Regions from separate parts of the Mus musculus genome. Here region 1 is linked to region 2. The links are chromatin contacts, called in public HiChIP or PLAC-seq maps. All regions are on one chromosome and are shown on one strand. Each heading gives the region's core, a stretch centred on a gene start, on an enhancer-like site or on the middle of the called end of the contact. The rest is flanking DNA. Distances are from core to core; before and after follow the strand shown.

Evidence for each region. HiChIP or PLAC-seq counts read pairs in DNA pulled down with a chosen protein or histone mark.
Region 1: an H3K27ac HiChIP or PLAC-seq map of thymic regulatory T cells shows a contact between it and region 2, with 3 times the contacts expected there. The contact joins the enhancer-like site here to the promoter of Mysm1 in region 2. A contact is called at or near these places in 1 of 39 promoter capture datasets (liver), 4 of 115 datasets of contacts at active chromatin or transcription factors (bone marrow-derived macrophages, embryonic stem cells and thymic regulatory T cells) and 2 of 9 other capture datasets (adipose tissue and liver).

Annotation. Positions count from the first base shown.
Region 1 is chr4:95,470,405-95,476,719 of GRCm38.p6, forward strand. The region is part of intron 1 of Gm830 (a long non-coding RNA gene); the gene reads right to left. Among named protein-coding and RNA genes, the nearest start is that of Gm12707, 12 kb to the right of the region's middle. Within about 2 kb of position 4,492, at least 20 of the 459 cell types and tissues checked have an H3K27ac peak or open chromatin away from gene starts, as enhancers often do. A contact at or near this core is called in thymic regulatory T cells, where this site is marked.
Region 2 is chr4:94,976,954-94,983,882 of GRCm38.p6, forward strand. It overlaps Mysm1 (myb-like, SWIRM and MPN domains 1), which reads right to left and starts at 2,147. Exons shown (of 20, transcript NM_177239.3): 1 at 2,051-2,147. The coding sequence starts at 2,112. Gm12694 (a long non-coding RNA gene) reads left to right here and starts at 2,168. Exons shown (of 3, transcript XR_867913.3): 1 at 2,168-2,823; 2 at 3,705-3,868.

The sequences.
Region 1 (6,315 bases), core at 3,242-5,741, 500 kb after region 2:
TCCATGGAGGAATGTCCAGGAAGGGGAGCTTATTGGCTAAACCTACAGGGCCTCTAGATATCTCATTAGCATGGAGAACTCTGTTTTGGGCTACGTGACCACAGGCTATGTTTCCTATGATGGAAGTGTGGCACATGTTCCAGGCCAGGAATCTAGTAGGAACAGGGAGCTGTCTACCATCTCAGGTGGGTGCTTGGGTGCTGGGGACTCTGAACCCACTCAAACATACCAAGTTTCCTGGCATGGTCCACTGTCCCACAAATTATGCTTACAATGCTGGAAGAAAATTCATAAATCTCATTTCAAGTCTAATCCTCTGTGATAGACTTAAAAATCAATCGTGTTTCTGTGGAAGCATGCTCAAAGGCAGCTTCAGGAAAATAGCTCTTAGGTCTTTCCTTCTAGGGAGATGGTTCTAGGGTTTTATGACTGTGAAGAGACACCATGACCACGGCAACTCTTATTTAGGAAAACCTTTAATTAGGACTGGCTTACAGTTCAGAGGTTTAGTCCATTATTGTCATGCCAGAAAGCATGGTGAAATGCATGTAGACATGGAGCTAGAGAAGTAGCTGAGAGTTCTACATCTGGATCTGACCAGCAGGCAGTGGAAAGAGAATACCACACTGGGTATGGCTTGAACATCTGAGACCTCAAAGTCTACTTCCTACTGACACATTTCCTCTAACAAGGCTATACCTCCTAATTGTGCCACTGCCTATAGGACCAAGTATTCAAACACATGAGTCTATGGGGGCCATTCCTATTCAAACCACCACAGTCATCAAAATTTTTGGTACTGATTTTGTGGTACTCAGTGTCAGCTGAAAACTGTTTCTTGAAAAGGTCATGTTTTGGTTGAATATGAAATTGGTGGGAAATGAGGAAACTGAAACTTATAGGCAAATTGTATCTTATATATTCTACCAACATCATGTCATGTGAAAAATTAAAAATGGGAATGTCAGAAAGTTTAACACATGCCTTCCGTACAACAACCTTTAAGTAGAAGAGCAGATGTCAAGTTTCTCTATGCTAGAGTCTCTCCTTTTTTCCTCTCATGTCTTGAGATACCTTGCAGTGTTCAATCTAATTGATGCTTAGGAAATGGTGTGAAGTAGAGGAGAAAAGAAGAGATGTTGCCCAAGTGGTACTAATTATCAGGCCAATAGGAGGGAAAGATTGCTGGTAATCTAGTGTATATTATGGTGTTATAACTAATTATATATGCATAAATCAAAACAGATTAGAGGACTTTAAATGTTGCCACAAAACTGAGATAATAAACATGCTACTTAGCTTTATTCCATTATTCTTTACTACATATATTGAAATATCACATTGCGCCACCTAAATGTGTATAATTATTGTAAATTAAATGGAAAATAATATTTAAATATATATTTTTTAAAACTTGAAATAACATTTATTATCTCCAGTGAGTCATGGATTTAAAGGCAGCTGGGCTGAGTGGTTCTGGCTTGGGTGCCTCGTGAAGCTAACAGCCAAGATGTCAACCAACATGTTTTCATCTGAAGACTTAATTGAAGCTGGATGGTCTGCTTCCAATAGCTTTCCATTGCTAATACTCAGGTGCTGGCTGTATTCTTCCCATGTAAACTTCTGCATGATTTCTTGAGTCCCTTCCCAACACAGGATCTGATTTTCATTGGAAATCAGTCCAAAAATTGTGCCACAGGGATGACAGCCTTCTCAAAGCCTAACCTCAGACGTCACAGTGAGTCACTTCCCTCACAATTTATACATTATAATTCTGATCCACATTCAGAGGATGAAGAGAAAGCTTGACTTTAGAAAGGGGGAAAATTGCAGGGTTATTTGAAGGGACCACTCTTAATAACATGGAAAAACTGTTAGCTCTGTGAGCTTTATGTACGGCCTCCACTTTCAAGGCAGAAGCTTTTCGTGTGTCTTGGGTCAAGATCAGACTGCCCATCATGGCCACTAATTCTTTGTATCCTGGAATCCTTCCCAACTGGAGCCAGGTCTGTCTTCACTTAATTTCACATGCCTGACTACTTTTATTGCTTCTAAAGCAGTGATTCTCAACCTTCCTAAGGCTGCAGCCCTTTAATGCAGTTCCTCATGTTGTGATGACCCCAAGTGTAAAATTAATTTTGTTGCTACTTAATAACTGTAATTTTGCTACAGTTAAGAATCATAATGTAAATAGTTTTGGAGATAGAGGTTTGCCAGAGGGGTTGTGACCCACACGCTGAGAACTACCAAATCTAAAGTGTTGTACTATTATATTCCCTATCTGAAAACTCTAAAGAGCCTTCCTTGGTCTCTCTCTGCAACACAGAGATCACCTCTTCATCAGCCTCCCCATCATCTCAGTCCACAGCAGATTCTGTCAGATGCTCTCAGCCTTGGGTGTCTCTATGACACCTTTCCATTGCAGCTATGTAAAGGCGTGCCTGTGATTCATGTGTCTTTCCCACTGTCATTGGCTCTACTAAGACTGCATTTAGTTTTATTCAGCTGGGTCCCCTTTGCACAGCATTACTGAGCACACAATATGTACTTATCCCATTAGAATATGCCAAAAGAATGAAGCCGGAGCCGACGATCTTATAACCGAAGGTATTTGAGCATACCTTCTCTCTGTCTTTTTTTTTTTTTTTCCCTCTCTGACTCTTTTGCAGGTGTGTTTCAGGGAGGTCTGAAATCAGAACAGGGAGACTATGATATGTAGGATCCTGTACTGGCACAACATCTATAAGATGCTGTCCTGCTGTGCTGTGCTTACCACTCCCTACCAAGCTCACTCTGCCTCTCCTATTCCACTTTCCTTTGGCTAGAAGAGCATCTCCCAGAAGGCAGCCTGTCTCAGCGCAGCTAGCCTCCTGACATGTATCCCACACAAGGAAAAACTGTTGGAGTCTCTGAGAACCACTGCCTAGGACTGCAGGAGTCTCCAGAGGCTTCTTTCAGGAACCTTACACAGAGAAGGCTTTCTCCAAATACAAGCCCACAGGGCTTTTAAAAGCACTTCTAAAACGGTGTGTTCCTAGCAGCCATTTTTGATGGGCCTAAGGGATTGTAAGAGCTTCAAAAACTACTACTCAGCCTGTTCCCCCATATGGAGCAAGTTCCATACACGGCAACTTTAAAGACAGAGCCACTTTGGATTTTGCTGTACTCTGTAAATGAAAGCCTCTGCAGGTCCTATCCAAGAGGTTCCAAATGGAGAGTACAGTGTGATACATAGTGCTCATCACCCTAGAGGCCATGTGCTTCTCACAGTGAGCAACTGTCCCAAATTATCACAGAACTGTAAGTAGTCTCCTATAGGAAGCTTGGTGTAAGTCTATCTTCCTTGTTGCCGTCTTTCTTCACATTATAGCATGCTGTGGATTACTACACATTCTTACGCACACAAGCCCTCAAGTATACAATCATCTGCCTGCACACACATGGCCCATGGTGCACCTGGGAAACTGCCCAGGTGTACTGCTTAGCATATGGCCAGCAATGAGTGAGACGAGCATTCGTCTATTGAAGAGTTCTTCCTGCTGCTTTTCTTTGTTTTTACTTCCTCATTTTTTCCTTTCTTCTCTTCTCTTCTCTTCTCTTCTCTTCTCTTCTCTTCTCTTCTCTTCTCTTCTCTTCTCTTCTCTTCTCTTCTCTTCTCTTCTCTTCTCTTCTCTTCTCTTCTCTTCTCTTCTCTCCTCTCCTCTCCTCTCCTCTCCTCTCCTCTCCTCTCCTCTCCTCCCCTCCCCTCCCCTCCCCTCCCCTCCCCTCCCCTCCCCTCCCCTCCCCTCCCCTCTCCTCTCCTCTCCTCTCCTCTCCTCTCCTCTCCTCTCCTCTCCTCTCCTCTTTCCTCCCCTCTCCTACCCTCCTTTCTTTCTTACTTATACATTTCCCTTTCAGTTTTTAACTAAATGAAAATCACATGCCACATATAGAGTGTCTGTTTCAGTGGGAAGAACAGGTTTAGAGGTAGATGGAGCAGGAGGATTTCTCAAGAAGTCTGAAATAAGCCCTCTGAAGACCTTCTATGGTTTGCACAGGAGCCTGAGGTGCAGTATCCTACAATTCATTCTCTTCAAGCCCAATAAAGAATCCCGTTTTACATAAACAGGAGAACTGGGGTCCAAAGAGATTCTATCAGCCTCTATGCACACATAGTTCACTGCTTCCTAGCCATGCCTAACTGCTTAATGCTATAAAACAGATACCAGTGAAGGACACTATGGGAGTGCAGAGGAGGAGAGATTCGCTTTCAGCTAGGTAGATCAGGCAAGATCCTAGGGCTATGGTAAGATAGACACTTTCTTCTTAAACCAGTCTGCTTTGTGCACAAATGACATATCTCCAGTTTATGCTTAAATATCAAAGTTTGCCCAGGGTTGGCGGGGCTTGCTTACTAAATTTCACTCTGATTCAAAACACTGCCCCGAGAGAATGTCCTGTCAATCTTCTTCCTATGACATCTGTTCCACTGCTCAACCCCGACTGCCCACAGGGCAGGAAGTTCTGAACAATTGACACAGTCACTAAGAGAGATTGTTTTTGTTGAGCCACAGGCTGTGTCTCTGTGGTTTCCACCTCCTGATTCTGTGTTCTTGGAGCATCATCAGACTGATGGGTTCCATGATCATGAGAGCATCACGATGTGCAAAGACACCCTGTACATGGTCCCTGAGTGCTTGTCTTCAACTAGACACTCCCATTCCTCCTCCTGGCATGGAGACACAGTAGGACAAGGCAGAAAGTGTGCTGATTCTAGAAACAGACTAATGAATCCTGCTTATCAAACAGCTTAATGACTCAGAGCTTGCAAATATTTGGATAACATAACTCACCTCATAGAGTGTTGCTTTCCTTATTTGCCTAATAAAGATAACTGCAGAGGTGAGTGATCGTCATCCATGTAGATGTATGATCAGCATGCCTGAAAGACTGTAAACTATAGAAGATGTTGTTAATCTGATATGGAAGTCCTGAGCAACAAATTGCTTTCTTCTCCAGGAACAAGCAGGGGAGCTCATTGGAAAGATCACAGGTTGGGATAAACAAGTGTTTAGGGGCCCAAGACATTTACAGTTGACTGAAATCTCTCAAAGGCATTCAAAATGCCTACCTAGAGCAGAAATGCCTAACTTTAGTTTTGCACCCAAATCACCTGGAGATCCTTCCAGAGCAGAATGCTTGGCCTGAAGTTCAGGAAGTTGGGATGGTTCTGGGAGTGTGTCCACCATGTCCCAGGAGGGAAATGATACCTTTGGATCACATTTCGAGAAACCTGATTCTGAAACTAAAGCAGTACTTATGTAATAACAACTTTCACAGGTACTGCGCAGCTGCTTTGTGTATGTCATCATACATAAAGTACACACAATTCTTACATTTCTTCAAAGTAGCCATGTAATTGGGTCTTATTTGTTTATTTCAGGAAGCCTTACTATGTAGTCTAGGCTAGACATGAACTCATAATCCCTCTGACTCTGCTTCCCAAGTGCTGGGGTAACAGGCTCAGGATGACTTTGGAGACAGACACCAATGCTAGAAGTTCATTAACTTTACTTTTGATGGTACCAGAACTAGAGAGAGCATCATCCAGCTCTGATGGCAGGAGGTCTATACCCTCTGTTGCAAAGTTCTTGTAAACCAAGGCACAGAGTGGACCATATTAAAGAGAGCACATCTATAATGGGTAGTTGGATTTGTTTTCAAATGCAGATCCACCTGACCCCAAAGTCTAAGCCCTTTACTCCATCCAGTATGAAAAACATTCCAGCTATGTGCATTCTAGCTAGAAGCCAGGGACCTGCCGGATTTCATTCTGTCCTGTCCTTATTGCTTGACTTCTCCAGGTAATTGTTTCCTTTGTACACTCAATTGGTGGAGTAGAGCTGGCTTTTGTGGGGAATCAAATGAGAGCAGCCGGAGACGAAGTTAGAGCAGCCATTTCTTCATTCTGCCTTAGCTAGTGCTTTTCTTTCAGAGGTTGGAAAGAAACCGGGACTCTGCAAGTGGGGAACCGGCCTGTCAGCTGCACGGGCCTTGGCTTGCAGTGTTCATTAGGGCTGGGCGGGCCTCAGGAGAGCACCTGGGCTGAGAAAAGTAAACTTGTCTCAGTTCTTTAGTCCCTGACTCCCTTCTAGAGTGGAGCCCCAGCGCAGCTGCCAGGCACTAATGCGACCAATTATTTCTGTCCTCAGTTACTAGGTAATAAATCCAGCCCTGGCACCAAGTCGATGGTTTGGCGTGGGAGAAAGCTTGGTTTTAGGATCAACTGCAGCTCCTCGCTGTGGGATTGTGGCTAGGAATCTCAGACTTGAAAAA
Region 2 (6,929 bases), core at 897-3,396:
ACACAAAATACCTCAAGGGGCACTCGGCACACTAAACTCAACATGATTCAAACTCCAGCATTACAGGGCACCATTCCACATAATGTCAGTGATGCTCCAGAAGCAGTGGCTGACATGAGGACCCTCCTAATCCTGCTTGCATGCTGCATAGAAAGAAAGAAAGAAAGAAAGAAAGAAAGAAAGAAAGAAAGAAAGAAAGAAAGAAAGAAAGGAAGAAAGGAGAGAGAGGGATGGAGGGAAGGAGGAGAGGAAGAGGAAGGGGAGTGGAGGAGAAGGGAAGGGAAAAGAAAAAGGGGAAGAGGGGAAAAGGGGAAAGGGAAGGGAAGGGAAGGAAAGAAAAGACAGGACATGACTGCTCCTAAGTATGGCGGAGAAGAAAGTTCATTGTAGATAAAAGGGAGAGCATATGCAATGGTGGGGAACATCCAGAGAGAATATGACCCTGAACTGGGCCATGTAAAGAGAATGCAGAGAGAAGCTGCAACAGAGAGAGGCTGCCTGGGCCAAGAGACAGGCCAATAGAGTAAAGGACAGACCAAAAGGGCCAGATAGCCAAAATGGCTGAATTATATAGAGAAGGGCAGCTGGGGGAAGGGCAGACTAACTTCAGGGCTAAAGAAAATAGGGTAGGAGGCAGGGTATGCCAGCCATACCCTGCAACAGGCAAGACTGAAGGATGCTTTAAGAACCTGGAGGCCAGTTCCACTGTAATACAGCACCTCAGGTAATCATTTGTCTCTCCTTTGAGACCTAACATACGAGGTTAACATTACAACATGCCACCAGTAGTCTCAAGTGTCAAGAAAATGGTACAAGAAAAAGGGATGAAAAACTAAACACAACCAGGAAAGTTAAAACGAACCCTTGAGAGAGGCACAGAGCCAATGCTTTCAGGTGACGGTCACTGAACACCAGGTGAATTCCTTTATGAACTCCAAACTGCCCTCGCCCACTGAGGTCACCGATTCTCAAACATCACAAGCACTTGCTCAAGTCTGATATATCACACTGGTGTAGAGTTATTGCTATCTCAGGCTATCCACGTAACTTTTGAACTTTTGAGAAAATATTTATGTGAAGTTAACTACCCCTCATTTTCATCACATTTTAAGAACTCACTGGCTATTTTAAAATGCTTCTTATTCTGGTGCCTTATAGAGGAGGACTGGCAGTCTACAGTGGAGCAGCCCTCCTGTCAAATGAACTATATGGGCTGAAAATGGAGCAGTACTAGTAATAGTATGTACTTCAGCAGAATTCTAACGAAGTCGCTGACAAGTTACAAGTAATGTACCTGGCTTCTACAGGAGGTCCTATCTGGCCCCCATTACTTAAAAGGAGGGATACCGCGTCCTCCTAAAGGCACGTGTCAAATCAGGTTCAGTTTAAAATCACACTGCCCGTCCTTGCAGGCACTGGCATGACACCCCTAACTGGGTCTTCACTACATTATCCTAACACAGCAAAGAAAACATCTGCCGAGCATTCTCCATATGCTAAAACATCTCTCAGAATTATTTCATTCGATGCTTACAACAGTAAGATCGACAAGTGATTCTTGGTTTCCAAGCAAGCGGAGCCTTGCTTGGAAATGCCTCAAATGCCTTGATCACGGTCAGAGTGACAGTAAACAGGAAGAGCAAAAGCAAAAGGCAAACATGACTTGTCCAACTCTAAAATCTGGATCCTTTAGGGTAAGCTGCCTTTCCCCCAAGTTTTCAACAACTTGCTCTGAGAAGGAGGAATCAAACGACTGGACCAGGTCGCTAGCGGGCGCAGGACTAAATTAGACGCCAGTGTTCAAGATGCTGTGAGGCGCCTGAGACAGCGCGAATGCAGGTAGGAATCCGAATTAAACACTGTCCATCGCAGCCCAGAAAGTGGAGATAAACAGTGCAACCTGGGGCACCGGGTCCACTCCCGGACCCGGCCGACTTCCGGCTGGGAGCACCCCGGGTCCCGACGCCGTCCACACGGACCCTCGGCCAACCGCATCCTCCGACCCTTGCCTAGCACAGCCCGGCCCGCAGGACCCCGCTCCGCGCCTCACCCCGGCTGTGCAGCCGCCGCAACATCTCCTTCCACATCCACATCCGCCTCCTCCGCCTCCATGACTGCACCTGACGCAGGCGTACTCGCGAGATCCCGCGAGATGCGGCGGGGCGGGACCGGGGGCGGGCCCAGGGCCGGAGGCGGGGCCTTGGCGTGGCGCACTTCCGGGGAACTCCGGCGAGTAAGACCAGGAGACTGCGTGAAAGCTGCTTCCCCAAGGACCGCATGGGTTATCTCACTTCTCTCACGTCTTACGTGGGCTAACTCACAGCAGATCTTTTTCCATTCAGGCGAGAGACCCTGCTTTGTGGCATCCATTGTCTCTGGTTCATTTTCGCACACACACACACGCGCGCGCGCGCCTACCCGCCCCGCCCGCCACCGTGAATTATTAGAATGACCCAGTGGAATGGATGCAGGTTTCACGGATTTTATTTTATGGATAAGTAAATAGACTCAGAAAACTGACGTGATTGTTCAAACAGAGAGCTTGGTAGATTGATCTTTTAAACTCTGCCCTGAGTGTTTGCCATATACATACAAATCATTGCTGGGAATCTGTGAAGCAAAGAACTTAACGGTTTTCCAAGAAATCAGAGTCTTGCTTCTGCATTTTTCTGCCCTCAAATCTGTCTCTCATACAGTTAGAATCCATGACTCATTGTCTTCTCGATCAGACTGTGACTTCTTTAAGGATAAAACCTGTCTGGTAGTCCTTACACTGCCTGCGTTCAGCACAGTGTCTCACGTAGTAGAAGCTGTGTTGGACAGGTAAGTGTATTGGGAACCAGCAAAATAAACCTGATTTGTTGTTGTTTTGTTTTGATTTTTTGAAATAGGGTTTCTCTGTATAGCCCTGGCTGTTCTGGAACTCACTCTGTTGACCAGGCTGGCCTTGAACTCAGAAATCCACCTGCCTCTGCCTCCCAAGTGCTGGGATTAAAGGCATGCGCCACCACGCCCCGCAAAATAAACTTGTTCTTTTTTTTTTTTTTAAGTACTACCATGTCGTTTTCAGGCTTCATTTAATCATAGGGGTAAACTAAATTCAAGGTCCCAGGCCCTGGGGGAGCTTCTGTTGTAAGGAGACAGCTATTTGAGCCCAGCCATCTCAGAGACAACTTAGAAGGAGACAATTGTCTGCGTCCAGTCATCTCAGGGAAAGTTGTAAGGAGACAGCAGTTTGAGTCCAGCCATCTCAAGGACACTCTCCAGCTTGCTGTAGGGTCAAACTAAGTTCTTGTTCCCAGGCCCAGGAACCAGCTCCTATTCTGATTGGTGGAAATTCGCATGCTCAACCCTTTATGGTCAAAATATGATTGGCCGAAGCTACAGCCTACCCTGCTTGCCCTCCCTTACTTTATGGTTTCATCCTTTAAATATGCTATGTAATTCCCCTAAAAAGTCACTCTCCGGACTCTGTTCTATGTTCTCCGGCCTTGGTCGATCAGTAGCAGCTTGAATACAATACATCATTCACTTGATGTATGAGTTATGTTGGATCTATGCGGACCCCATAATAAGTGAACGAAACAATAAAACGAGCTTACTTCACACCTCAGCCTGAGAGTGTGATGGCAGGAGAGGCAGAAGAATTTTGTAAAATGAGGGCCCCGTGCTTTAGGAACTGAATAGTGTGTTTTACTTTTCAGGGCAACCTGGAACCATGGTGTTTATTTGTTTGCGCATTGTCAGAGGACTCATCTAGTAATCAATGCTAACAGCTTGCCTGACAGAGCATAGGCACTTAAAGGTGCCTGTTGGATTTAATCGGGAAATGCAAAATAGAAACACCAGTCTCTAACTCAAGAGCCAGGTAAAACTACCAGAGGGAATAATGCAGTACCCATTACTCAGGCAGGGCCAGGGATGGTGCCTGTTTGCCTCAGACATTGTGTGAGGACTGAAGAAACTTTGAGCGAATGTGTTAGGCCTGATTGGAATCCCAGGTGAGTGTGTATTGTTGAGATGTGTTCAGCCCTGTTAAACACCCAAAGACCCAGTCTTGTGGGGCAGCCATCTCTGTTGGGGTCAGGCTCGGAATGGCAAAGCCTTCCTGTGGTCCAAGTATGAGAGTTTATGAACAATTGACTACAGTGTGCAAGCCTTCCTGTGGTCCAAGTATGAGAGTTTATGAACAATTGACTACAGTGTGCAAACCTAACAAGTGCAGTGTCTTCCTCCAGGCTGTTTACAGCCCGAGGCTGTGCCTTTGCCAGGACCGCCTATCTAAGAGACTATCTAAGCCCTGTCCCTGTGCTGTACATAACTGTGCTGGGGCTCTGTGCTCTGGGTATAGTTGGTCCCATTCCATCGGAGTGTGCTCAGCCCACCTGACCCAGCTTTTCTGTGTACACATCTGTTTTTTTTGTTATTATTTTTCTCTTCTTTTTAAATTTCTGTCTCTTTAATCCCTCATCATCCAGTCATGTTTCAAGGTCCAAACCCATGCAGGGAAGCAGAACAGACTAGGAATTCTCATCGTTCATTGGGTAGACGATATGAAGGATATGGCCTAAGTAGGAATAGCTGTGGATAGATAGGCCATTGCTTTGGCACGGCCCAGTAAACCTTAGAAGCAAAACCTGAAAGGATTAAACTGGTTCTAGGTAATTTAACTTCATTATCACCTTCAAGTAGTATGCAGAAATAAAAGAATAAGTATCCAGCCTACAGTAAGTTAATGTTACAGTGTCTGGCATCCAATAGGCATCCAAAGAAGTAAAATATAGGCCATAGAAAAGACATTGTTTCCACTGAAATCTGTTTAGTTATAACACAGATGTTGGAGTTGCTATGTTTAGGACTTACTCATCCAGTACTGGCATGTGAGAGTCCTGATGCTAGAACATTAAAACAATGATTCTAATTGTGTCCTGTGTGTTTAAAAAGTAACATAGACACATGGAAAATACAGAAAGGATAACATTGAACCTTTGGAAATGGAAAGTATATTCCAGAGACAAAGAAAACATTTGATGAGACTAATAGGAGAGTAGATATTCCTAAAGAAAGAATCAATGAACCTGATCATGTAAGAAAATATGTCATTCAAAATGAAATGCATGAGGGGATATAAATAAATAAAAGCAGACACTGAGCTGTTGAAGGAGCAAGAGAAGCAGGTCAGGAAAACATTTACGAAAATAATGACTGAAGACTTTATATTTTGAGAGAAATAATAAATTAATAGATTCCAATAACTGCATAGATAAACAAATGATATTGTACTAAGGTCAATTACAATAGAATTGCTCAAAACCAGTAGAAAAGCTTCCCTTTGACAGTAAATGTCTTGTCAAGAAAGAGAAAATCAAGAAAGCTGTAAAGCAATATGTTTAAAATATAGGGAGAAAAACAATTAGTCAACTCAATGATATTTCTCAATGTTGTTTCTAGTAAACAAACCTTTCCAAAATCAGGACTCAGAGACATTGTTTTGTTTTGAGACAGGGAGGGCTTGCCCTGTAGTACAGACTTGCTATGAACTCAAGATTCTCTGGCCTCCATTACCAGAGTGGTGGGATTTCAGGCATGCACCACTATTCCCAAAGAAAAGTTTCAGAAAAAAATCAATAAAATATGAAAGATTAAAAATATTAAATAGGGCCCGGTGGTGGTGGTTCACGCCTTTAATCCCAGCACTTGGGAGGTAGAGGCAGGCAGATTTCTGAGTTCGAGGCCAGCCTGGTCTACAAAGTGAGTTCGAGGACAGCCAGGGCTATACAGAGAAACCCTGTCTCGAAAAAGACCAATATATATATATTAAATAGGAATGGAGAGATGGCTCAGCCGTTAAGAGCACTGTCTGCTCTTCAGAGATCCTGAGTTCCATTCCCAGAAACCACATGGAGGCTCACAACCATCTATATAATAAGATGTGGTGCCCTCTTCTGGCCTGCAGGCATACATGAAGGCAGAAAGCTATATGTTGTATACATAATGAATAGATAAATCTTTTTAAATATATATTAAAGAATATCCTTCAAGAAAGAAATTGTTTTAGGAAATGAAGCTGGGACTATATCAAAGAACTAGTAACACAGGATACATATATAAGAAGTGTGTGGGATTTTCTTCTGCACCCCGGAGCTGACCCTGTGCCACAGCTCTCCATATCCAAATTTCTCCCAGAGAGAACTGGTCTCCCAGGAGTGCTGACGCATAGGCTTACAGGAGGGACAAGCCACAGTCAGTGACAGCAAGACAAGCTAGCACCAGAGATAACCTCATGGTGAGAGGCAAGGTCAAGAACATAATCAACAGAAACTAAGGTTACCTAGCATCATCAGAACCCAGTTCTCCCACCACAGCAAGCCCTGTATAGTCCAATACAGCAGAAAAGCAAGATTTGGGTCTAAAATCACTCCTCATGATGATGATAGAGGACTTTAAGATGGGCATAAATAACTCCCTTAAAGAAATACAGGAGAACACAGGTAAACAGGTAGAAGCCCTTAAAGAGGAAACAAAAATCCCTTAAAGAATTACAGGAAAACACAACCAAACAGGTGAAGGAATTGAACAAAACCATCCAAGATCTAAAAATGGAAATAGAAATAATAAAGAAATCACAAAGAGAGGCAACCCTGGAGTTAGAAAACCTAGGAAAGAGATCAGGAGTCATAGACACAAGCATCACCAACAGAATGCAAGAGATAGAAGGGGAAATCACAGAAGCAGAAGATACCATAGAAACCATTGACACAACAGTCAAAGAAAATGCAAAATGCAAAAAGCTCCTAACCCAACATCCAGGAAATCCAGGACACAATGAGAAGACCAAACCTAAGGATAATAGGTGTAGAAGAGAGTGAAGATTCCCACCTTAAAGGGCCAGTAACTATCTTCAACAGAATTATAGAAAACATCTTCCC